Linked DNA regions of Mus musculus: all the other regions are linked to region 3. The links are chromatin contacts, called in public ChIA-PET and HiChIP or PLAC-seq maps. All regions are on one chromosome and are shown on one strand. The core of a region is the stretch at or near the end of the contact, and the rest is flanking DNA. Distances in the headings are between cores, read along the strand shown. Region 1 has its middle 36 kb from the start of Znrf2. Region 2 has its middle 55 kb from the start of Mturn. Region 3 holds the start of Ggct (gamma-glutamyl cyclotransferase). Region 4 overlaps Znrf2 (zinc and ring finger 2).

Region 1 (5,346 bases), core at 967-3,466, 210 kb before region 3:
AGGTGACAACTCACAAACTTGGGAACCACACCATACAACCTGCAGGTGGCTCAACAGGTTGGAGAGTGTCCTTGCCAGGTGCCTTGGTTGCCTAAATCTCTTCCAGCAGCTCCGCTAGTTTCGGCTTCTTCCAGACAGTTGGTCTGGTCTGAGAGTCTTCTTTGCAGCTGAGTTCTGCTCTTAGAGACTCACAATTGTTAGTTGCTTACTCTTGCAGGGAGGGGCATGGAGAATCTGGTTTGTTTCAGGGACTTCCTGAAGCTATTTTGAGTTGTTTACCTTCCTGCTTAAGACGCTTCCCTACAAGATGGAGTGTTTCAGGCATCAGCACAACCTAGCTATGCCACCATGGAGTGCCAGGGCTTGAACCTAGGGCTTCCTGCATGCCAGCAAGCTCTACTACTAGAATGCATACCCAGCCTCCAATATGCAAGGAGGGTGTGGTAGGAGCGGTTTTGCTGAGAAGATGACATCAAATACTAAAGAGGAAAGAAGGAAGGGAGTGATGATACGGACATACAAGAAGCAGTGCAGGTAGAGGAAGTGAGGAAGTCCAAAGAACTGCCAGGAAGTTGGGCATGGTGACACACGTTAGTAATTCCAGCAAGAAGGTGTCATCGTCATGCTGGTGAGTGAAGCAGACAGGAGCCGCAGATAGCAGCAGGTCCTGGTGGCTTTCTGGACCACTCTGAAGACTGGCTTTTAGCTAGCTGAGGTGGTAAACACTGTCAGGGGCTGTGCATCGAACAGCTCAGTTGTGATGTCTGGGGCTAAAGAATGCTTCTGGGTGCTTGTCTTAGTCAGGGTTTCTATTCCTACACAAACATCATGACCAAGAAGCAGTTGGAGAGGAAAGGATTTATTCAGCTTACACTTTCCACATTGCTGTTGATCGCCAAAGGAAGTCAGGACTGGAACTCAAGCAGGTCAGGAAGCAGGAGCTGATGCAGAGGCTGTGGAGGGATGTTCATTACTGGCTTGCTTCCCCTAGCTTGCTCAGCCTGCTCTCTTATAGAACCCAAGACTACCAGCTCAGAGATGGTCCCACCCACAAGCCCCCCCCATCACTAATTGAGAAAATGCCCCACAGCTGGATCTCATGGAGGCATTTCCCCAACTGAAGCTCCTTTCTCTGTGATAACTCCAGCCTGTGTCAAGTTGACACACAAAACCAGCCAGTACGCTGCTGTTTTGCAAACGGACACGAACAGGCCAGTAAGATGGCTCAGCAGGCTAAGGTGCATGTGGCACAGGCCCGGTGACCTGAGTTTTAAGCCCATAATGTGTATAAAAGCAGAAGGAGAGAACAAACTGCACAAAGTTGTCCTCTGACCTACACACCACACATAGACACACATAGACACACACACACAATTTATATGTATGTATATGAGTATGAGTATGTATATATGTATGATGTATATGCACATGTGCATACACATATAGATACACACATTTATGATATTTAAAATGACAGTTAAGGGCAGGGGATAGATGGAGAAGTGGGAGACCAAGCCATAACCAGGAAAGGATCTGAGTGGAAGGCGGTGCTGCTTGCTGGGTGTGGTCGTGTGAGAACAGGTCGGGTTCTGCATGTATTTTGGTTACTGAGTCACACTGCACATTGACATGGTTGTTAAACCAACCAAAGCCTGGTGGGAACAGCTGTTTTCTTCACACAGGAATGGCTCCTAGGAATCCATGAATGACCATGTAAGATGCTGACTGGCGCTGAGAGCTTACGAAGTTCACCTTTAGACCCAAGGCAACACAGCAGAGAGCAACACATTTCTTAGCTCTTGGGTTTTGTTCTGTTTTATTTAACATTATGTCTACATGCCATTGTTTTTCAGGATTTTTATTAGAAGATTTAAATTAACATAATGAGAACTGATAAAAGATGCAAATCACTAAAGCAAAAATAAAAGAGAAACTATGTAAACAGTTAAATGTGTAGAAATGCACACAAAACAGATTCTCACAGTCTTTCAGTAGCATTCCTAACGAAAAGACAAATACATCTGGAGGTGAATTTGAGTAGGAATTCTAAAGAACGAGGTTAGGAATTTGAAATCTCTCATAAGTTATCAGATAATAATTTTAAGCAACACATAGACACTAATCACTGGGATTTAATCATAGGGCAATGTTATGTTGGAAGTAATTTCCCCTTGTGGGCCCTTCCCGGTCTTCTGGCCTCTTCCCTCTTTCACTTTCACACAGACTCACACATATAACAATGTGGAAGCCAGGATTTGCATGGGAGAGAGAACTGCCTGTGCTTTTTTGGCTTGGCCTTGGTTGCCTAACCTAGTACAGTATTTTCCAGTTCTATCCACTTTTCTATAAATTGTATGATTTCATTTCTCTTTACACCTGAATAAAACTATTGTAATCATGTACCATATTTTCATTAGTGATGGACAACTAGGCTCCTTCTTTTTCCTGGCTATTGTAAAGACAGCAGCAAAAACCATGATGAGCAAGTACCTCTATAATAGATACCCAGGAGCTCTGTCATATGATAGATCTATTTATAGCTTTCTGAGGAACCTAAACACTGATATCCGTAGTGGCTGCATCGGTGCGAACTCCAGCCAGCAGAGAATGGGTGTTCCTCTTTCTCTACACCCTCCCAAGCAGTTGCTGTTTGTGGTTTGTTTGTTTGTTTGTTTTAAATTTAAATCCTTTATCTCACCAAATCCAGTGCATTCATTCATATCAAAAGCACACCAGTGGCCTGTCCTTAAGACTGCCTGACAAGTGGAGCCCACAGACAGAATGACAGTACTGTAGGGACCATCGCTGACCTCCATCTTAACCCAAAGAGAAAAGGAAGCAAGACAATGCTTGAGCTGCGCCTGGGGTACTGAGATCAGGGGAATGTAGGAGGCCTGACTCCTTTCATAACCTGTGTGGTGACTCTTTTTTCTTGTCAGCTTCTTTGTATCTGGAATAACTAAGGGGCAAGTGCTAGGCACACCTGTAAGGAATTTTCTTGGCCAGATTATCCAAAGTGGAAAGAGCCACCCTAATGTGGGCTGCACCTTCCCGTGGCAGCTGGTGGCAGCAGTGGAAGGAGGGTCAGCCTCTCTTTCCTCTCCTGGCCTTCTCTCTCCCTGACAGGTTCATCAACAGTATTGTGGCTACGGCTGCGTTCCTTTGCCCGATGTTACAAGCGAGCTTTGAGCTCCTAATGTGTACAGAAGAGTAGCGGCTTTCTTGGGCCGTGCCAGACCTTCAGTTCCGGGGTCTGCTGAGACATTGAGCCCTGGAGACTGAACAACTGTGGGATTCTGGGCCTCTCCGTGGTGAATCAATCATTGTTGGACTACCTTAGACGGTCTCATGTAAGCTGCGCTAATAAATTCTCTTTTAATCGCTATCCAGCCTATCCATTCTGCTCCTACAAAGAAGCCCTACTGGTACAGATTGCATCTCTAGCTGCTAATTCAAGCAGCAGAGTGGCCACGTGAATTGGATTCTCATTCTTCTCTCATGAGAGAAAGCTGAGGTGTCCAGAACAAAGAAAGCAGCTGTCTTTGGCTTGGTGGCTCTGCCTCTCACAGGAGGTGTTTTGCTGCTCAAGATGATTGGCTCATGATTTGGTATCTTATCACAGCAGGTGGGCCAGAGATAAGTATCAGCCATATTTACCAACTGCCTCCTGCATGCCAGCTCTCTGCCGGTTACCTCATTCACCCTGCGTCTGTACAGCCTTTTAATGAAGCCCAACATTGTTCTCGACAAAGGTGGCACTATTGTTGGTGCTCAGATTGAGTGATGACCCTGCTCTCTGCCCAGTGGCAGCCTAAAGATCCCACAGCACGGACATGTTTCTCTAGGCCAGGATGACTGTTCAAAGCGGACTCTGGGACTGGATTGTGTTCTTTTACTTGGTTGGAGGGTTTGGGGTTTTAGGTGTTTTTAACATTGGTCTCACTATGTAGTCCAGTCAGAATTTTCAATCATCTTGTCTTCTCCTGTGGAATGTTGGAATTGCAGGAGGTGCTATGCTACCATGCCTGGATCTGATACACACTGAATTATGTCACTAGGAATATGGGCTTACTTAGATTTATATTCTCCTGATTGCCCTGTTTTAAATTGTGCAGCTGACATTGGACTTCCTGTTCAGAGAACAGATGACAGACAAAAGTTTCCTGTGAGAAGATATCATAGGCAATTGTCTAAGTACACTCCTTTCAAAATATACGTAGACAGCGGAGGCATGCTAATTAAGTAGCATCCCTATTTCTGGACTTCCAGACATTAAAAGGCAAAAAAAAAAAAAAAAAAAAAAAAAAGAAAGAAAGAAATACACAGAATCATAATTATTTGCAAGAATTAAAGTCAGGTGTAGAATTTCTGGGAGCCCAAGGCCAGCCTTAGACACAGGGTGAGTCTCACAAGGGACAGTCCCCCAAAGATATAATAATAAAACTATGGTATTTTTTTTTTTTACAGAATTATTAGAAACAAAAAAGTCTGATAAGGAGCCACTGTTAGAAATCATTTTCTGCCATCCTCAGTGAACAGAACCTTGGGCGTGAACTTGCTCACTAACAGCCAAAGAAAAGCCATTGTTTTTATTATTATTATTATATTGGGCTTGATGCACACCCCACAGTGAGAGCAGAAGAAAGGAAAGGGTTGCGAGCCGTGTATCCAAGATAAGTACTGGAGACCAAAGCCTATGCTTCCTTAGCCTTCTGCCACCCAAAAGGAAGTCGGATGATGCACACCAAAAGCCCACTGCTGCAAGAACCTGGGTATCTAGTCAACTTCTTACACTTAAAAAATTATACAGGTGCCTGTCAGTAAGTAGAGCAGAATATCATTAGTAATGTCAAGGATGGGCTCTCATGGCAGGGGCCTCAAGCTGGTCTAGTCATTGGTTGGTCATTCCTTCAATCTCTGCACCATCTTTACACCCGTTCATCTTGTAGGCAGGACAAATTGTGGGTCGAAGGTTTTGTGGCTGGGTTGGTATCCCAATTTCTCCATTGAAAGTCCTTTCTAGTTACAGGAAATAGCCAGTTTCAGGTTCCATATTCCCCATTACTAGGAGTCTTAGCAACGATTACCCTCATAGATTCCTGGGAGTCTCCACAGTTCTCGGTTTGTAGCTTATTTCAGAGATGCACACCTTCCCATGATTCCAGTTCCCTCACCTCCTGTCCTCCCCATACTCAAACCCTCTTGCTCTCCTCTCTACCCCACTCCCCACCCAGAGCTCTCCTTCCATCCACCACACCCTACCACGTCTGTTTTATTTCCCCTTCTCAGTGAAATTCAACCATCTCCCCTTGGGCCCTCAGTGCTATTTGGCTTCTTCGGGTCTGT
Region 2 (5,267 bases), core at 2,269-4,768, 260 kb before region 3:
GATTTGTACCAGATTATGACGCTTGTCAGAATCAGTTTCCCAATGCATTATGCAGTGCCGTCCAGTGGAACACAGAGCACTAACAGAGCCTGCCACAGTAAAGCTAGGTACTGTGTGTAACTATTGAGGACTTCTAGTTTGGCTATAGGAAGTGACATTCAAAGTTAATTAATTTAATTTTAAAGAACCATCCATGTGTGGTCTGTGGCTGCTATGTTAGACTTCATAGTTTTATGATATTAAAACAGCTAAGTCTGTGTGCAAGGGAGCCAACATGGTGATAGAATCAAATGTCCAGAGCTGGTAGGATTGAGTACATCAGAGGGAGTCTAATTTTGAATACACAATGGACACTACTCTTACTTCTTTTGCATATGAACAAGCAGAATATGAAATAACTAGCTGTAGAAGCCACACAGTCTGGTTTCAAGAGCTATTTGATTGACTGTAAATTTTATTAAATGAAAAGAATTGAACTTGGATTTGAAATTTGCAAAATTTCTGCCATTTGGCAAACCAACAAAACAAAAAATTACCCAGCATCAAAAGTGATCACTGAACCCCAACATGTACAGAAGAGCTTCTGGAAGGTTCTCTCAGAGGGGACTTAGCCTGTGCAGCTGAGAGAAGCCATATCTGTGCAGTGAGCTCCCCCATCCACAGACTGGTGTAAAAGCTCAGGTAAGGAGAAACTAATAAAGATGCCATGTGTTTTGTTCTTTTGGCACAACCTGAGAGATTAGAATAAATGGTGCTTGTTCGGTAATAACTTAAATGAGCCATGCATGTGATGAGAGAATGTCTGCTGCCTATGGTATGTTTAAGTGATGTAAAATGATGGTACAGATGGGCAGGTGCCCAACATTAAAAAGCACTGGTTTTACATTACTTAACGTTGAACTCAGACATGAACATGGCTGAAGTTAAATCAGTCCTTCACTGGAATCCAAAGACCTGGTTCTGCGCTGTGGTTCCACCAGCTACCAATCGGGAACTCTTCGGCAAGCTACTACACCCTTTGTCCTCCCCATTCCTGAGTGTACAAATGGCTCGATGACGCCCAGTTCACAGATTCTCTTGGGGGTTGAATGGAAAACAGTGATGCGATCTGCAAAGGATGGTTGTCATCATCACCATGTCCTTTGCTTCTCAACGATCATCTATAGGATGTGGCAGAGCAAGCTGGCCGGACTATGAATGAGGAGATTCAGTAAGGGTTGCCCATCCTTACATAGTCATGAAGAGCAGTGGGCCCATCACAGCCACAGAACACTGGATAAAGTTGCTCCAGTGAACGCAATGGTTTCATTCATTTTCAGATACCTTGCTCTAGAAGGATTGCAGCCCCAGCTACTGTCTGCATGGGAAGGAGAGGCTCTACCCAGAGCCATTGTTAGTTATAGCAACCAAGAGCTAATTGGATCAGATCCAGCTGCACAGGTAAATGCAGTTCTATTGCACCACAGAGCATGCACTGACTGACTTGGGAAGTGCCTTTGGTTGCTGCACTACAGCAGAGTTGAGCAATTGCAATGGAGACCATGTCATGTGCAAAACCAAATATCGGCACTATCTGCCACTTACAGAATATGTTAAAGAACACGGTCCTTCCATTTCTCAGGATCTGGCCCAAGATACTAGGCAGCTACTATTGTGACCAGCACCCCTTATGTCTTTGAGCTCTAGATTTCTATATATGGACATGCTGTATGTCCTAATGTGATAGAACTCTGTCTCCTGGACTGGCATGGCCATTGCTGTCATGCACATGAAACCCTTATAAGATTGGTTCCATAACATCCCCTCCGAGAAGGGGGCATCATCAGACCCTCACTGAGATTTTAGCCATTCTTGCTTTCCAGCCTCCAGCTGCACATGATCCTGCTCCAGCTGCTAAGGACCTTGTTGGGTGGGCTGTTAAATTATGTAGGAGATAGAAGGTTAACTGAGATGAGACTCCCATAATGTAGCTCTATTGAACTGGCTCCCATGCTTAGGGAGGGTTTTTGGTCCAGCTGCTTAGCTCTCCATGTCCCTGTAGGTTACCTCAGTAAACTCACTGATTCATCTAGCTGGCCCTGGATAGAATTGTTTGTTTGCTTCGTTGGTGCTGTATCTGCAGAAAAGAGATTTTTGCACATCTCCCCAGGGAAAGTCCTGTAATACCTAGAGACAAAAGGGATGGCCTGGAGACACCAGGGGGGCTTGGGACTTCAGCCACTGCTCACTTAGGCAGGCACGGTTCTCGGGGTGGAAGGAAGATCTGAACAGCAAAAGAACTCAGAAAACAGGAAGTGACAAGCTTTGTCATATCTTTCTTAAGTAGCAGAGATGCAGATCCTCAAACAACAGTGTCGGTCCCGTGGAGGAGGAGGAGGAGGCTTCACTTCTCCTTCGCGTTTCAGTTCCTGGTGTTGGGTCTGGGGTGGTCACAGATTGACACGGAATTTACATAGATGCAAGTGACAACTGGGAAACTTCTGCAATGCTAACTCAAAACATTTTCCTGCAACTCTTAACATAACGATGCCACGTTTCTTGACTTAGCAATTAGATGGACATGAAATGCTAGAGTTTTTTTTTTTCTAAAATAATTTCATTTGTATAATTTTCACTCGAACATTCCACAAACATGGATTATAGCATATATTGACCTTTAAAGGTAAGTTTTGAATTCTTAGAAGAAAAATATACATGTGAAAATGTGAAAGATTATAATTTGGGGATTTTTGAACATTTATTTTCATTTCTATAAATGGATGAAAATATATTCAAAATGTATATATATTAGATAGAACTATATCAAGATTGTAAGTATTTGAGCATTACTGTCAATAAAACAAATCCTGTTTGCTCACTTGTGAGGGTAAGGATGTGTGTGTGTGTGTGTGTGTGTGTATGTATGTGTGTGTGTGTATCCTTTAATAATAACAGAAATATCTTTTTTGAATGTAGGCAACAGATGGGAAAGAGGCAGAATAGACTCATTAATAGAATCATTAGTATGGCCACAGTCTATCTCCTACCATTCCCTAACTACTGAACTACTGATAAGGACTCATTAATGGGAATTATATTATTCCACTCTTAGGAACCAGTTTCTTAGAAGAAGATGAAAGAAGCAGGGAGCAGGATGGGGGTGGGGTGGGTCTTCCTCCTATTAAGGGCTGCCCAACCCGATTAGTGCTGCCTTCCAGGTGGCCCTCAGGTTGCCAGTGCAGTTCCTAGAAACCTGTCTATGGCTCTTTTCCCAGTAGGAGAAAGAAGAGCTGCTAGGCTGGCCTGGGAATAAGGCAGCCTTTGTCACCTTTGTCCCCTGGACTACTGCTTCTCCTGGGTTCCATTAACAAACCATCATGGGCACTAAAGACATTCATAAACCCACCCGAGAAACTGATGGGGGCTGGCACAAAGCCTTTGCAGTTACCCACACAGAGGGCTTAGCCTGGGCTATGGCACACCCACATGAACACTTCCTGGGCTTGAAGGAAATGATGAATTTGTTAGCTCATTCATGCATGTGGCAAAACATATACTGCATGCCTATTGTGTGCCAAGCATTGTAGTAGGTACAGGGAAACAGCTGTTACAGTGACCAGTGTGTCCCGTTTGTTCTGAGCTCCTCATGACTTCCTTAGGATTTTATGATAGCTATGTTCATTATTCATAATGCATTCCTTTGCATCTCGATCATGTTTATACTAATGAGGTGACTTGGGGTGAGATCCCTAGATAGACTTAAGATTCGGTCTAGTGACTAAAGAGACCTTGGAAGTTTCAGTGCCACCCACCAAAGCTTCCATCAGCATAGAGAAGGTCAGAGCTGAAGACTGAGAGCTATAGAGATCTCAACAAGGAAGTGACTGGCAAATGCACCCTAACCACACGGGCAAAGCTTTCATACCTGATGAGACCTTGTAGAATTGTGCTTGTGTGACTCATCCACTCCTTGTGTCACTCCTTAGTGTCTTCTATGCTAACCACACAACGGAAGTTAAGTTTCTCTAAGCCCTGTGAGGTGTTCTAGGAGAAGTGGCTGATGGGAACCTCTGATTTTATACCCTGTCAGTGAGACTATGGATGCCCTGGCTTGTGATTGTCAGTTCAAGAGGGGGTACTTGTGGAATTTCAACTCAGCAGAGCTACACACTCTCTCACTTTCTGGCTAGTATTAGAATCAAAGTGAATTGCATGATAGTTTGGATGTTGGAGAACTGGGTGGTGTCACAAAACAGGACTTTCTCCATTCTCACTTCAATAATGGTACAGCAGGAGAGAAGATGGATCATGAGACATAATCACATTAGGGTGATGTGTTCAACGAGGGGAAGGATGGAGCTCCCTGGAAGCCTGTAGCAGGAAGAATTTATCCTAACTTTTGAGGAAGAAAAAGTGACCCTAAGGAAGGTTACATGGGAGTTATCTGAGAGAGAGAGAGAGAGAGAGAGAGAGAGAGAGAGAGAGAGAGAGAGAGAGAGTTAGAGTTCCAGGGAAAAAAATAAGCAGGACCTGGAGGGAGGGTCGGCAGGAGCCAAAGCAGGCATGAATGTGAAGGCTACTCGTGTTCGGTGAGGGGGAAAAGCAAGAACCCTCACTTCAGAAAGCCTTGAGCTGCCTTGTGGAGTTTCCTCTTCAGACACCACTGAGCATCAGTAACCTACTCAGCCTCATGAAGCAGCTTCTAGACACTCCAAAGGAGCTGTGATGTCAGACATAAGTCCTGAAGGAGAGTGCCATTGGCCCATGAGGAGAAACACAGTGGAGGCATGCTTCCTGCTCTTTGTCAGCTCTTTATGAGGACAGCCTTATAACAGTTGATTTCATCTACTGATGGCATCCTGGCTCTAAGGATGGGCATGTGAGCTGACACAGACGTGGTGATTGATTCAGAAATGGACATAGGACTTGAGCTGAGCCATTAAAATCTTCCCTTGGGGCTTCTGGCGGAACTAAAGAGGAAGGCAAACTACTGAGAAAGTAAGTAAAGAAGATGGTAAGACTAGACTGAGTACCAACCTCCAAGAAGGAAGCTGCCCTCAGAGTGCCACCACCCCCACCCCCACCCACTACCCTCCATCTCTACCCCTGCTCCCTCAGTCCTTCGTGGAGCAAACTTGAGGTTCGTTTTCCTCGGTGTTTCAGAAGGTCCCTGGTTGCCCCGCTGGCCACAAATCAGTGATTCTCATCCTTGCAAGCCCTTATTCCCTGACTCCTCACCTGGGTCCCTAGGACACTACCCAAGCCAAATCCTTACCTCAAGGTCTCCT
Region 3 (5,059 bases), core at 2,218-4,717:
GGAGCCACCTACTCATCCAGGGAACTTATATTGCTTTTGTTCATTCTCCATACCACTCCCCACACTTCGTCGCCAGGACTTTGAAAAATGGTAGCTATACCTCCGTGCCACCTCTCACTCATTTTGCCTTGGAAATTGCCGAAGTCGAGCTTAAAGTCCTGCAAAGGAAACCAAAGCGATATGATCAATATCTATTTGGGCATGATATTTCCTCCTTCAAAATACAAATGATTTGCATTGGCCTCCATGCAAATAAAACATTCAACAAACTTTTGTTTCTGTGTGTACAAAACTGTGGGAAATACAGATAAAAAGATCAAGGCCCAAATCTGTAAGACTATAGATTCTTTCTTATTTTCCTTTAAAATTGAAGATTATTCTAAACATACAGGCATCTAAACATTAAAAATAAAAACCAAAAACCTTAAAAACAAAGATCCTTAAATCCCAATATACCACACAATAGCTCTAGACTGCTTGCTTTCTCTCTCTTTTTCTTTCTTTCTCTCTGCAAATGACGTCTCAGTCTACTTAAATGCACATGTATTTCTACTTAGACTTGCTGAATGATGGTTACACAGGGGTTATGATATACTTTTATATCTGTAGAGTATCTTACCTGCAAATCACTGGATTTGCCCTAAGGGGTCTGGCATGTGTGTGAGCATTAATCTTCATGAACTGTACCAATTTCTTTCCAGGAACCTAAGAGCAGCTAAGACTTACTGAGTATTTATTGTGTGCTATCACAGTAGCTATTACTTTACCCAGACCAATGTTTTGCTACAGCTTAGAAAGATTAAGCCTCTTCTTCTCTAAGATCTCACAACTAACAAGCGACAGAGACACCTTTCTAATTTAGCTTCTGCCATTACTGATGGGCAATCAGGGCTGAGGGGCCTTGCCTTGTGTGGTCTAGGAAGATGTCCTCCCATCTCTCTAGGGCTTAGTTTCCTCAGCAGCAAAATACAAAAGGATGGGCTCAATGACAGTGTTGTCAGTCCCTTCTGGTGGATATTATTCCTGTCACCTATGTTTGCTCAGAAACCTTGGTTGATACTTCAGGGAAAACACTGATCCACACGACAAGGCGCTTCACGCAGCAAACTGGATATTCCAGTATCAGGAGATCTGATCAAATCCACACCAGAGACTGGCAGCCTCCTGCTAAAGGCAGCAGGCTGTGTCATTCCGTCCGCTTCAATGGCTCAATGCTCGTGTGTAACGTAGGTAGCTACCAGTCCAGATCAGCTCTTTCTTCTGATTTAGGGTTGACCTGATCTCCTCATCTCTGCCAATCCCACCTCTACTCCCCATTTTGAAATGTCTGGGTTTCTTGGGATTCAGCTTAGGCCTTTTTTGAATTTATCCAGGTGCCCAGAATAGTCCCACTACCTCCAGCAGCTTCCAATACCATCGGATGCTTCAGCTACCTTTAAAACCATCCCACATCTCTATTCTGAGGCTCAAAAGCTCTTAGATCTGGGACGAGCACACAGTTAGGGCTGATCTCTTCATCTCTTTGCCAATGTTCACAAATATTTACTGTTCATGTGCTTGTCTGGAAAGCATCTTAAACTTAATTTAGTACAAAGTTAGTTTATAATTTTTACCGCCAAACCTGATTCTCCTCTGTGAACATTATCACCATCACCTACTTGGTTGTTCAAAAACTGTGTCATATTTGATATACCTTCCCTACACACACAGACACAGACACACAATCATCAAGCCTTATGATGTTATCTTCTGAGTATTACTCTACCTTCCCTGTCACCACCCTATTAGATCATGGTGGCATTATCTCTGACATGAATGTGGCAAGATCGTAACTGGGCTTCCAATAACTTGCCCTATTTGCAGAGTAACCAGAATGAGCTTTCAAATACATAAATCTCATCGTCTGCTTTCATCCTGTAAGACACTCCACTCACAGCATGCAACAGACTGTCCAAAGTTCTCTGTGGTCATGTTAGGATATGACACTTTCTTATCTTTCCAGCCCTCATGCCACATCTCCCTGTAGACTCCAACCACTTCCTTTATCTCCTGTCCTTTGAACAAGCTACCCTCCCTGACAGTTTTTTGCTCTCCTCATCTCCCTTCAGGTCTCAGCTTAAAAGTTATATCCAGGAAGGCTTTCCTGAGCACCTAGGTCAGGTCCTCTGGTCATATATTCTGTTGCACCTTGCAAGTCCTCTTTTAAGGCTAACCACAGCTATAATTTATCATTTATGTGGTATTTCTTTCCTGTACTTCACGTACTTGAACTCCAATCCTACACTCTTTGGAGTTTTAGATAGAGTACAGAGCGTGACTCCCACTTCTGAAACTTGAAAGGCTAGGAGCTAGTTATCAGATCATCTTGCTTGCTAAGTAAGGACGTGGATTCATGGTGAGATTTAGCCAATCAGGGCACCTCGCAGGGGCTCTCAATTAGTGCTGGTGTTTAAGATCATTAGGGACTCCACTCTAGGCTTCAGGAATTGCAGAACTGTGGCAAAGCAGCAGTCAGGAGTCAGTTCCATATTGTGCTTACTAGTTGAGGAAAGGTGTGGCCAGTTTCCAGAGCAGGGATGGCCCTCTCCTGTAATGCTGGTTGTGTATACACACACACACACACACACACACACACACACACACACACACACACACACACACACACAGTAGTCCACCTGTTTACTCAATCTTTCAGGTGAATCCATGAGCTCTCTAACAGCCTTCCAACACCCCTCCCCATTCTCCTTTCTGAAATCAGCTGGTTTCTGTTGCCTGAAATCAAGAATTGACAAGGTTATCAAAGTTGGCTAAAATTATTAAGGGCCCTACACACAATCAGATTGTACACCAGAAAGGTCCTCCAAATAGCTAGGCTGCTCAGTCATCCTTGTAACCCCAGCACTGAGTGCCAGAAGAATACGTATTAAAGAGGAAATGAACTATGGTCAAGAACACATTTTATCACAGTTAAAAGCTTATTGGGCTACTCTACTGAGGGAACGAACATTGCTATCAGTATTGAAGACACGGTTCCAGGTCTCAAGGCCAGGACGCTAAGATCCGAAGGAAAGGACAGGCAGAATTTCACAGAACTGTGGGATAGATAAGGTACGCACAGGACAGAAAGCAGCTAGTTCTCGACTAAGAAGCACCTATTAAAGGCATCTTACGGGATGCTCATAACCGGTGGAAAAGGGCAGCCAGTGGAGGGTTGCGAACTCCGACGGTGGCTAGAGGTTCCCGGCAGGAGTCGCAGCTAGCCCGCTCTCCAGGTCGCCCGCACAACGGCACTGACCTGCAGGCGCGCCACGCAGCAGAACACGGCCGAGGGGTTTCGCAGGTGGATCCTCTCGGTCAGGAGATTGCTGCCGTAGGCGAAGTACAGGAATGTCTCCCCCTCCTGGCCCGCATGGCCCTCACAGTCGGAGCTCGCCATGTCCACTTATCCACGCCAGCAGCGTCAAGCACAGAGAAGCCGGACTAGCGCTGCTAAAAAGAGCAGTGCGCCGCCACCCACGCGGTAGTGCAGAGCGGCGGGCGGAGCCGCACAGAGAGCGCGCTGAGGATTGGCTGCCGGCTTGCCGGCGTGAGCTAACTACCAGGATTGGCCTGTCTACAGCTCCTCCCGCCCACTGACGTCGCTTTTCTATTGGATGCATCCCTCGGATGTACGGCCCCCTGCCTGAGGCGCCGCTGATTGGCGAGTCTAACGGACAGCCCGAGAGTGGCTACTGGCGACTGTGTTTTCCCCACCTGGCGGCGATTGCCCAGGTCAACCAGTGGTGCGGTAGGCTCTGCGCCTGGTATAGAGGAGACAAGTCTCAAATTGCTGTCGGCCTAGCCTGGATCTTGCGGCAGTTCTCCTGCCTCAGCCTTCCTGGAATGGGAAGGCTGATCCTACAAGTTTTCTTAGGATCACTACCTGAAGTTGCCTCACTGCATACCAGGGTAGTCTTTCTCCCACGTTCAGATCCGGACATGCCATTTGCTAGCCAGTTGACTCTGTTCATCGTTGCAATCTATTTCCTCTTTTTAAAATAGAACGACACAAAACACCCATGTTGTTGCTCTTGAAATGAAGATAGGAGAGCAAACTGAAGGTCTAGAGCAATGACTGCCGTTGGCCCTCAGAAATTAATCTAAATTCAACTCCACACTGACAGGTGCCAGAATTCCTGGAGAAATGACTGAATCTTAGGTCAAAGCTGGGAGTGAAAATTACCTCTTGAAAGAACAATAATCCAGAAAATGAGAACCCCAAGATGAACAAGGTCATTCCTAAAAGACCATTCACTAGACAAAGCGAGAACAACTTAAGGAGCAGAACGACTGGAAACTCTAAAATGATCCCTAAATGTATGTCATTCCCTTCAGGAAGTAAACCAAATTAAAACAGAGAAGAGAACCATATTGCCATGCCATCAGTGGCTAACACTTCATCACTTTTAAAAAGTGGGTATTTAAGAAAATGAGTGTTCTGCCTTTCTAGTACCAACTGTATTTTTGAAAACCAAATAGCTGATGAGGAAGCAATTCTTTGCTTTTTTAAAAAAAAGTATACTGGCTAAATGCAGGAAATGGGGGTACTGGGATTAGAACATCTGTCTCTGGTGCAACCAAACTTCCCGTCAGGAGCATCAGGTCACAGGGATGTTTATAGAGTCTCAGTTATCCCCCAAGGCTCACTGCTAGTCATTGGACAGGAAGACCATGATTATTTGGGAAACCTGACCTCTCTCACCTGATAGCCAGTCAATCTGGTCACCAATAAAAGAAGACTATCCTGACACAGTCAGAAAGCAACATGAAGCTGGGCATTGTGGACTGCACCTTTAATACCATCACTCGAGAGGCAGAGGCAGGCAGTTCTCTGTGAGTTCAAGGCCAGCCTGGCCTAGAGAGTAAGTTCCAAGATAGCCAGGGCTGTTATACAGAGAAACCTTGTTTTGAAAAACAACAACAACAATAATAACAACAACATGAAGCAACACGAAGCCCCCACATCTGTGAACTACAATTTACAAAGGATTTTTAGCCTCAAAAAAAAAAGCCTTTTATC
Region 4 (5,815 bases), core at 2,723-5,222, 140 kb before region 3:
ATCTCCATCTTGGAGAAAATGCGTGGTGAACACCGTACACCATTTAAAATGTCAGTTATCTGTTCAGAGCTGCTTTTGTTAATGGGAGCATTACATTAAAAGAGTGTGTGCAGCCAGGCGTGGTGATGCATGCACGCCTTTAATCCCAGCATTTGGGAGGCAGAGGCAGGTGGATTTCTGAGTTTGAGGCCAACCTGGTCTACAGAGTGAGTTCCAGGACAGCCAGGGCTACACAGAGAAACCCTGTCTCTTAAAAACCAAACCAAACTGAAACAAAACAAAACAAAAAGAGTGTGTGCATTGTCTTCTAGTCTGAGCAAGGTGGAAAGGTATTCTGGAGAAAGGGCCTGTTTGTTCGTTCAGTAATAGCGAATGAACCCCTCGCTTTGGCATAGCTTTATGAAGGAAATGGGTATTTTGCTGTGAAACAAGATATACTTTACGATCATTGTCTTCTTAGTTAGAGCTACTTACTATTTTATTTTTGAAGGCATTTGGTGGTTTAAATAAGGCTGTAATTGCCCCTGTGGTTCTTGATAAATTTAAATCTATTGAATTTATTGCCTGGTCACACTATGTTAAAAGCAACAGTTCTTTATATTTTAATAGAGATTTTAGATTTGAGATAGTTTCAGCAGAATCTTCAGCAGATGTTTATTTAATAGGGATCCAATAATGGGAGTTTGTTAGACAGAAACCAAAGTAACAGGTGAAAACAGTTAGGGCCCAGGGGCCTGTGCTCAACTTGATACTCTGATTCTGGACTTGCTGGTAGTTTTTGTCACATCTTTTCTGAAACTGAAAAGAATTAGTAATACTTATATTAAGAAGCAAGTTATTCTGCGACATTAGGCTTAAAAGAGGAGAGCTTTAGCCATGGCTGGTACAGGTTTAGAGTGTGTTGTTTTAAGCCAAAAAGGATAAATAATAACGACAGTGGTTAGCATTCTGTGTTGTAATTACATTAATCCCATGTATGTTCTGACTTTCTATCTTGGCATGTGACCTCTTTTGCACATGTTCTTGTTGCCTGAGTCCTGTAACAAAAAATTGGTACATTCTAAAGAAGAGGAAAATGTTGTGTAGACCAGTTTGGAGGGCTATATATCCAAGAGTCTGAAGGCTCCATCAAGTTTGCCTTTGGCGAAGGTCTCTTAATGGTTGTACCACAATGGGAGGAGCCTGTATCAACATCCCTGGGCAAGGCAGGAGCCTACAGGGAGTCAAGGACTAATTAATACATTTGTTCTTGCAGAAACTGGTACAGTCCTTTGAGAATTACATGCATACTAGGCCCCACCCCTTAAAATGTCTACTACTTCTCAACACAGCCAAACTCTTGAACAGATTTCCAGAACGTAAACCGCTGCAGTGGGTGGAAACACTCAAAGCATTTCCTGAATTGTTGTTTCGTTTGTTTTCCTTTAGTGATCATCCTGTCCCTGTCTCACTGCCCTTCATTACTAGTTATGGGGGGCCATTTTGAGGCATTGATCTTTGTTTCCTTACTGGGTACTTTACCAAAAATGTTTGCATTACCTCCTGGGGTTTGATTTGATTCTCATGGAACTGGCCTGTCCCCAACTTTTCAACCATTCCACCTCACCTTTGTTTCTGTTCCCCTTTTCTGTTGTTTGGTTGATGAGAGCAATTGCATTTTACTGGACATTTTTTTGTAAGATACATAAATTCACTCACAGATTAGAAATAAAGAAGAAATCCCACTCTTCATTTTCTGTGTTGGTCAGGCAGCATTGCTTTCTAGTCACCTGTGGTTTTCAATATCAGTTTTTCTCTACACAAAGAGCATCCATGAGGATGACCCACTCCTGAGGTTTTATAGTCATTCTAGCTTCCAGATCTCTAGGCTTCACACACACACACACACACACACACACACAGAGAGAGAGAGAGAGAGAGAGAGACAGAGACAGAGACAGAGACAGAGACAGAGGCAAGACAGAGACAGACAGAGACAGACAGGCGTGCATACACAGGTTAGGGGGAAGTCACAAATATGATCATCTTGATTGACTGAGCCCAGTGACTGTTTGGCACTGAGGGTGAGGATAGACTAAGAGAGTGTTGTTTAAGTATAAATTGTAAATAAGCAAAGGGTAGAATTCTTACTGCATTGGCTTTTCTCTATAAAAGGAGATTGGATGCTCCTGTAGGACCGTTTCCAGCCTCACAACCTTGAGCATGAAGTGGGAGTGGTTTACTGTAGCGTCTTTTGGACTGCACTGAAGGTGTGTGCACTGGGTAAAGCTGGAGAGTGTCTGCTCCTCTGCTGTGGCTTTGTTCTCAGGAAGTAGGAGGGTGGGGGAGGGTGGGGGAGGGTGGGGGGAGGGTGGGGGTGATTGTTGTTTAAAAACAGAAACTTACAGAAAACTGGAAGGCTTAATTGTTTTTAAAAGCTATTGTAAGACATTTAGTGAATCCTTTCTGTATCCTTCAGTCTAAACAACCAGCAAATCTTTGGATGACCTTTCACTCAGATATTTGAATGCTTATTACTTTGTGTCCAAAGTAGTATTAATGACTTTTGGACTACACAAAATAGGTCACCTAAACCTTGCTTCATTCATTTCCTGTTTCCATTATCTTCAAAAGTAATGATTTTGTAAAGACTACCGGAAAAAAATGAACAAAGACTTATCAGACACAGGCAGACAATAGAAAACATTGACTTTCCTTAATGGGCTTAAAACTTGGACCCATGTGAAATACATTTCCAAGAATCTCTGCTATGCAGTGATCTCTGTTGACATGAGTTATGTATGTTCCTTCAGGATTACTTTGGATGATTCATTAGAGAATCTTGTCTTTAGACTATAAAGCACTTGTTGAACAAGGTTACAATGTAGCAAGCAACCTTGTTTTGGAATGTATTTTGCTACATTGTGCTCTTCCCTGGTCTGGTGCTTTCATTTCACATATTTTGCTCTTAATAGAAGTAGGGTTCAGTGCTGGGGATTTCATTTGCTGTTTTCTCCATTGACCTCTTGAGCTGAAGTTATTCTTATTAGAAAGTCAGGGTAGGCGATCTGTGTCTTGTCCTGGCTTAGGAGGTTGTTTATCTTGTATTTCTAGGAGAATTTTTTCCTAGCAGTTAATCCTATACATGCCTACCATTTAATAGGTCTCCCTAGCAGCTGAAATGGCTGTCTTCTCAGGTTAGACTTCAGAACTTTAGCTGTGTATTATAAAACTTGTTTGCTTACAGAAAGTGGTTAATTTTAGTATGTTTGAAACAGTTTTTCTTTATAAATAAATTTGGAAAATCATGAGCGGTTTAGGACTTGACTGCTTGTGATTATGATTAGCCATAATTAGAGTTCTTTGTTCTGCTTCTTAATTTTGCTGCTATTCCCTCTGTAGAATTGAAGCTAAGGTGGTTTAGGTATTCAGTGTTGTCTGTAGGTCTAGGTGGGAGAGGAATTGGGAATAGAATATATACACAGAATATATAAGGATGTATAACTTCTGCCTCACAGAGGGTATCACACTTGAGAGAGAAGATGTACATAGCAGCAGTGATGTCACATAGAGTGAATATGGAGGCTGTTGGGCTCACGGGTGAGCAGGTAATGAGGAAAGGACCCCCCAAAGTCTGAAGTAAACCAAAAGCAACTTCGTTCACTGCAGGGGGGGGGGGGTGGGATGGGGGGGTGCTTCTAACTGGTTTAGAGTGTTGGTCAGGCTAGGAGCTGACACAACAACCTTGAAAGGGCAAAAGCAGTCTTCTTTTGAAGCATAAACCCACTGGCAGGTAGAAGGATAAATTGTACTGTAATTGGCCTTTGTGTCATTTAAAATGACAGACTTACCCATTACCCCACTAGGTTCCTGTGATATCAATGGCTTTGTTGGGGACACAGCTCCAACAAAGGATCAGTCTTCAGCTACCAGGCCCCACACATCTGAGAGGCCTTCCTGTGGAGGAGGAACTTGGTAGAGATCCCCTCACCTTGTCTTAAGCAACACGTGGCAGTTGTTCTCCAGTGTCCTCTGTTCACAGTTTAAACCAGGCCCTGGCAGCAGGTAAAGCATTGGCACATTTATGCCCAGTGGTTAGCGCACCACACTCCAGGTGGTGTCCTCTGGTATTGTGTGTCCTTCTCTTCTTGGAGGTTTGGGGGAATCACTCTTAGGACTTGGGAGTCTCTGTCACAGTAAGTTTAAACATATTAAGTGGCATATTTAGCAGATTTCTGACAGGTTAGAGGGCTGCTAAACACCTAGCATATATGAATTAAACAATCTTGGTCTGCTCTACGGTATCTGTTTTAAACTGTACTTTACAAACAAAACAGGAGACTAAATAGAATTTCATATTGTAATTAACCGCATCAGTTCCTAGGACGATGCACAGATAATGAGGAAAGGATCACCAAAGTAGTAAATTAAAAGCAACTTTACGGGAAAATGCTGCTAACCAGTTAGGGATATGGTCAGGCTCAGGGGCTGACACAATGACCTTGAAAGGGCATAAGCAGTCTCCTTTTGAAGCAGATGTTCAGGGGATAATAAAGGAATTCATATGAGGGTTAGTTCTGGAGCGCAGGGTGTGGCAGATAGCAGGATGTTGCTCAAGGCTATTTTAAGGCCTTGGTCTTATCTTAGCCTTTATGGGGCTCCTGCAGACCCGGTGGTTTTACTGCAATTGAAAAGACCTGCTTGAAGGCTTGCATGCAGTAAGAGGAGGGTGGAATTACTCTGGGCTCTTCACAGGCTAAGGGAGGTTGTTTCGGGCTTAAGATCTGAAGAGATTACATGATAAAACTTGATTTGAACTTGAAGAGATGGAAATAGGTTTTTAACAAATACCTGAAAACAAAGTATATTTACTTGAGCAAAAACAGGTGACATAGTTGTTCTCTTGGAGGAAAAGAATGAAATGGTTTCACTAAATTTGTATTAAGGTAATAATGGGAAATAATATGAAAAGTCAAGTCCAAAGACAGATGGCATGTGTGTACAGTAATGATCGTGCATAACAGGAGCCAAGATGCAGCAAGCCAGAAGCAGAGCTCAGTTCTGCTACTTTGGATTTCTTTCCAGTTGGACCTATATTCATTCCCTTTATACTTTGCACTATTGAAGAGAGGACAGCTGCCATATTTGGAGGTCCGTATTGCCTGGTATAGCCAATGGAGATTACTTTATAAAATGTCTTGTAAACACATTTGTCTCATTAATTTGTTCAGCTCATATATACTTAGAGTAAGCCTATCTATTATTTCCTTATAGTAATTATTAGTCAATTAAAACATAAAGGTTAAAATACAAGAACCTGCGAGCTTGGATCAGTGCCATCCACATAGCCAGCCTAGTGTTGAACCTGGCTACCTTCCCCCCGCCCCCCCCCCATCCCCCTCACCCCCTGCCTGGACTCTGGTTTGGAGAAGATAACCTCCCCTTCTTTGCCTGCAGGAGCTAGGACCTCCCATGGCTAATCACATTGCATCTGCATAACTTACTGCTTTTGTAGAATAATGCATTGATATGTAAATCTCACGAGGAATGGAGATCAGGACTTTACTTCACTGATAAGGCTTGCCTTTTTTTTTCCCCCCTGGAGGCACTGGGGGTTGACTCCTGGCAGCACAAACTGTTAGAATGGGGCCTGAGTACTTAGCTTCCCTGCCATTCTGCAGAAGCTTCTGACTGATGGTAAGGGTGATTTTTGCCCTCGTTTGGAGGAGGGGAAATCTCTCCGTTACCTGTCCTGTTAAAATATTCACAAGGCTAGGGCTGAGCATCAGTCTTCTTTTACTTGTCATTGGTTGGTTTCTAGAAGAAAAGAACAGCC

The links. ChIA-PET counts read pairs in DNA pulled down with a chosen protein or histone mark. HiChIP or PLAC-seq counts read pairs in DNA pulled down with a chosen protein or histone mark.
Region 1: an H3K27ac HiChIP or PLAC-seq map of microglia shows a contact between it and region 3, with 7 times the contacts expected there. The contact joins the enhancer-like site here to the promoter of Ggct in region 3. A contact is called at or near these places in 8 of 39 promoter capture datasets (the 3T3-L1 cell line, the C10 cell line, hematopoietic stem and progenitor cells and 2 more), 2 of 484 Hi-C or Micro-C datasets (nephron progenitors and uterus), 10 of 115 datasets of contacts at active chromatin or transcription factors (bone marrow-derived macrophages, double positive thymocytes, embryonic forebrain and 6 more) and 2 of 9 other capture datasets (adipose tissue and embryonic stem cells).
Region 2: an RNA polymerase II ChIA-PET map of effector CD8 T cells shows a contact between it and region 3, with 149 read pairs. The contact joins the enhancer-like site here to the promoter of Ggct in region 3. A contact is called at or near these places in 11 of 39 promoter capture datasets (3T3-L1-derived adipocytes, the C10 cell line, cranial neural crest and 6 more), 2 of 15 datasets of contacts at CTCF or cohesin (CD8 T cells and the NIH/3T3 cell line), 1 of 484 Hi-C or Micro-C datasets (nephron progenitors), 11 of 115 datasets of contacts at active chromatin or transcription factors (bone marrow-derived macrophages, effector CD8 T cells, embryonic forebrain and 6 more) and 1 of 9 other capture datasets (liver).
Region 4: a contact with region 3 is called in an H3K27ac HiChIP or PLAC-seq map of embryonic stem cells, with 9 read pairs. The contact joins the enhancer-like site here to the promoter of Ggct in region 3. A contact is called at or near these places in 6 of 39 promoter capture datasets (the C10 cell line, the HPC-7 cell line, liver and 2 more), 3 of 484 Hi-C or Micro-C datasets (the G1E-ER4 cell line, cortical neurons and granulosa cells), 6 of 115 datasets of contacts at active chromatin or transcription factors (the SCID.adh cell line, bone marrow-derived macrophages, embryonic forebrain and 3 more) and 3 of 9 other capture datasets (adipose tissue, liver and pancreatic islet).

The regions. Positions count from the first base shown.
Region 1 is chr6:54,778,530-54,783,875 of GRCm38.p6, forward strand. No RefSeq gene overlaps it. Among named protein-coding and RNA genes, the nearest start is that of Znrf2, 36 kb to the right of the region's middle. Within about 2 kb of position 2,217, at least 35 of the 459 cell types and tissues checked have an H3K27ac peak or open chromatin away from gene starts, as enhancers often do. A contact at or near this core is called in adipose tissue, bone marrow-derived macrophages and microglia, where this site is marked.
Region 2 is chr6:54,733,958-54,739,224 of GRCm38.p6, forward strand. No RefSeq gene overlaps it. Among named protein-coding and RNA genes, the nearest start is that of Mturn, 55 kb to the left of the region's middle. Within about 2 kb of position 3,519, at least 94 of the 459 cell types and tissues checked have an H3K27ac peak or open chromatin away from gene starts, as enhancers often do. A contact at or near this core is called in CD8 T cells, bone marrow-derived macrophages, effector CD8 T cells and 1 more, where this site is marked.
Region 3 is chr6:54,989,400-54,994,458 of GRCm38.p6, forward strand. Ggct (gamma-glutamyl cyclotransferase) reads right to left here and starts at 3,468. Exons shown (of 4, transcript NM_026637.3): 1 at 3,296-3,468; 2 at 13-158. The coding sequence starts at 3,436. RefSeq lists an enhancer at 3,683-3,712 and a cis regulatory region at 3,693-3,702.
Region 4 is chr6:54,847,364-54,853,178 of GRCm38.p6, forward strand. The region is part of intron 1 of Znrf2 (zinc and ring finger 2); the gene reads left to right. Among named protein-coding and RNA genes, the nearest start is that of Znrf2, 33 kb to the left of the region's middle. Within about 2 kb of position 3,973, at least 64 of the 459 cell types and tissues checked have an H3K27ac peak or open chromatin away from gene starts, as enhancers often do. A contact at or near this core is called in the G1E-ER4 cell line, the SCID.adh cell line, embryonic stem cells and 1 more, where this site is marked.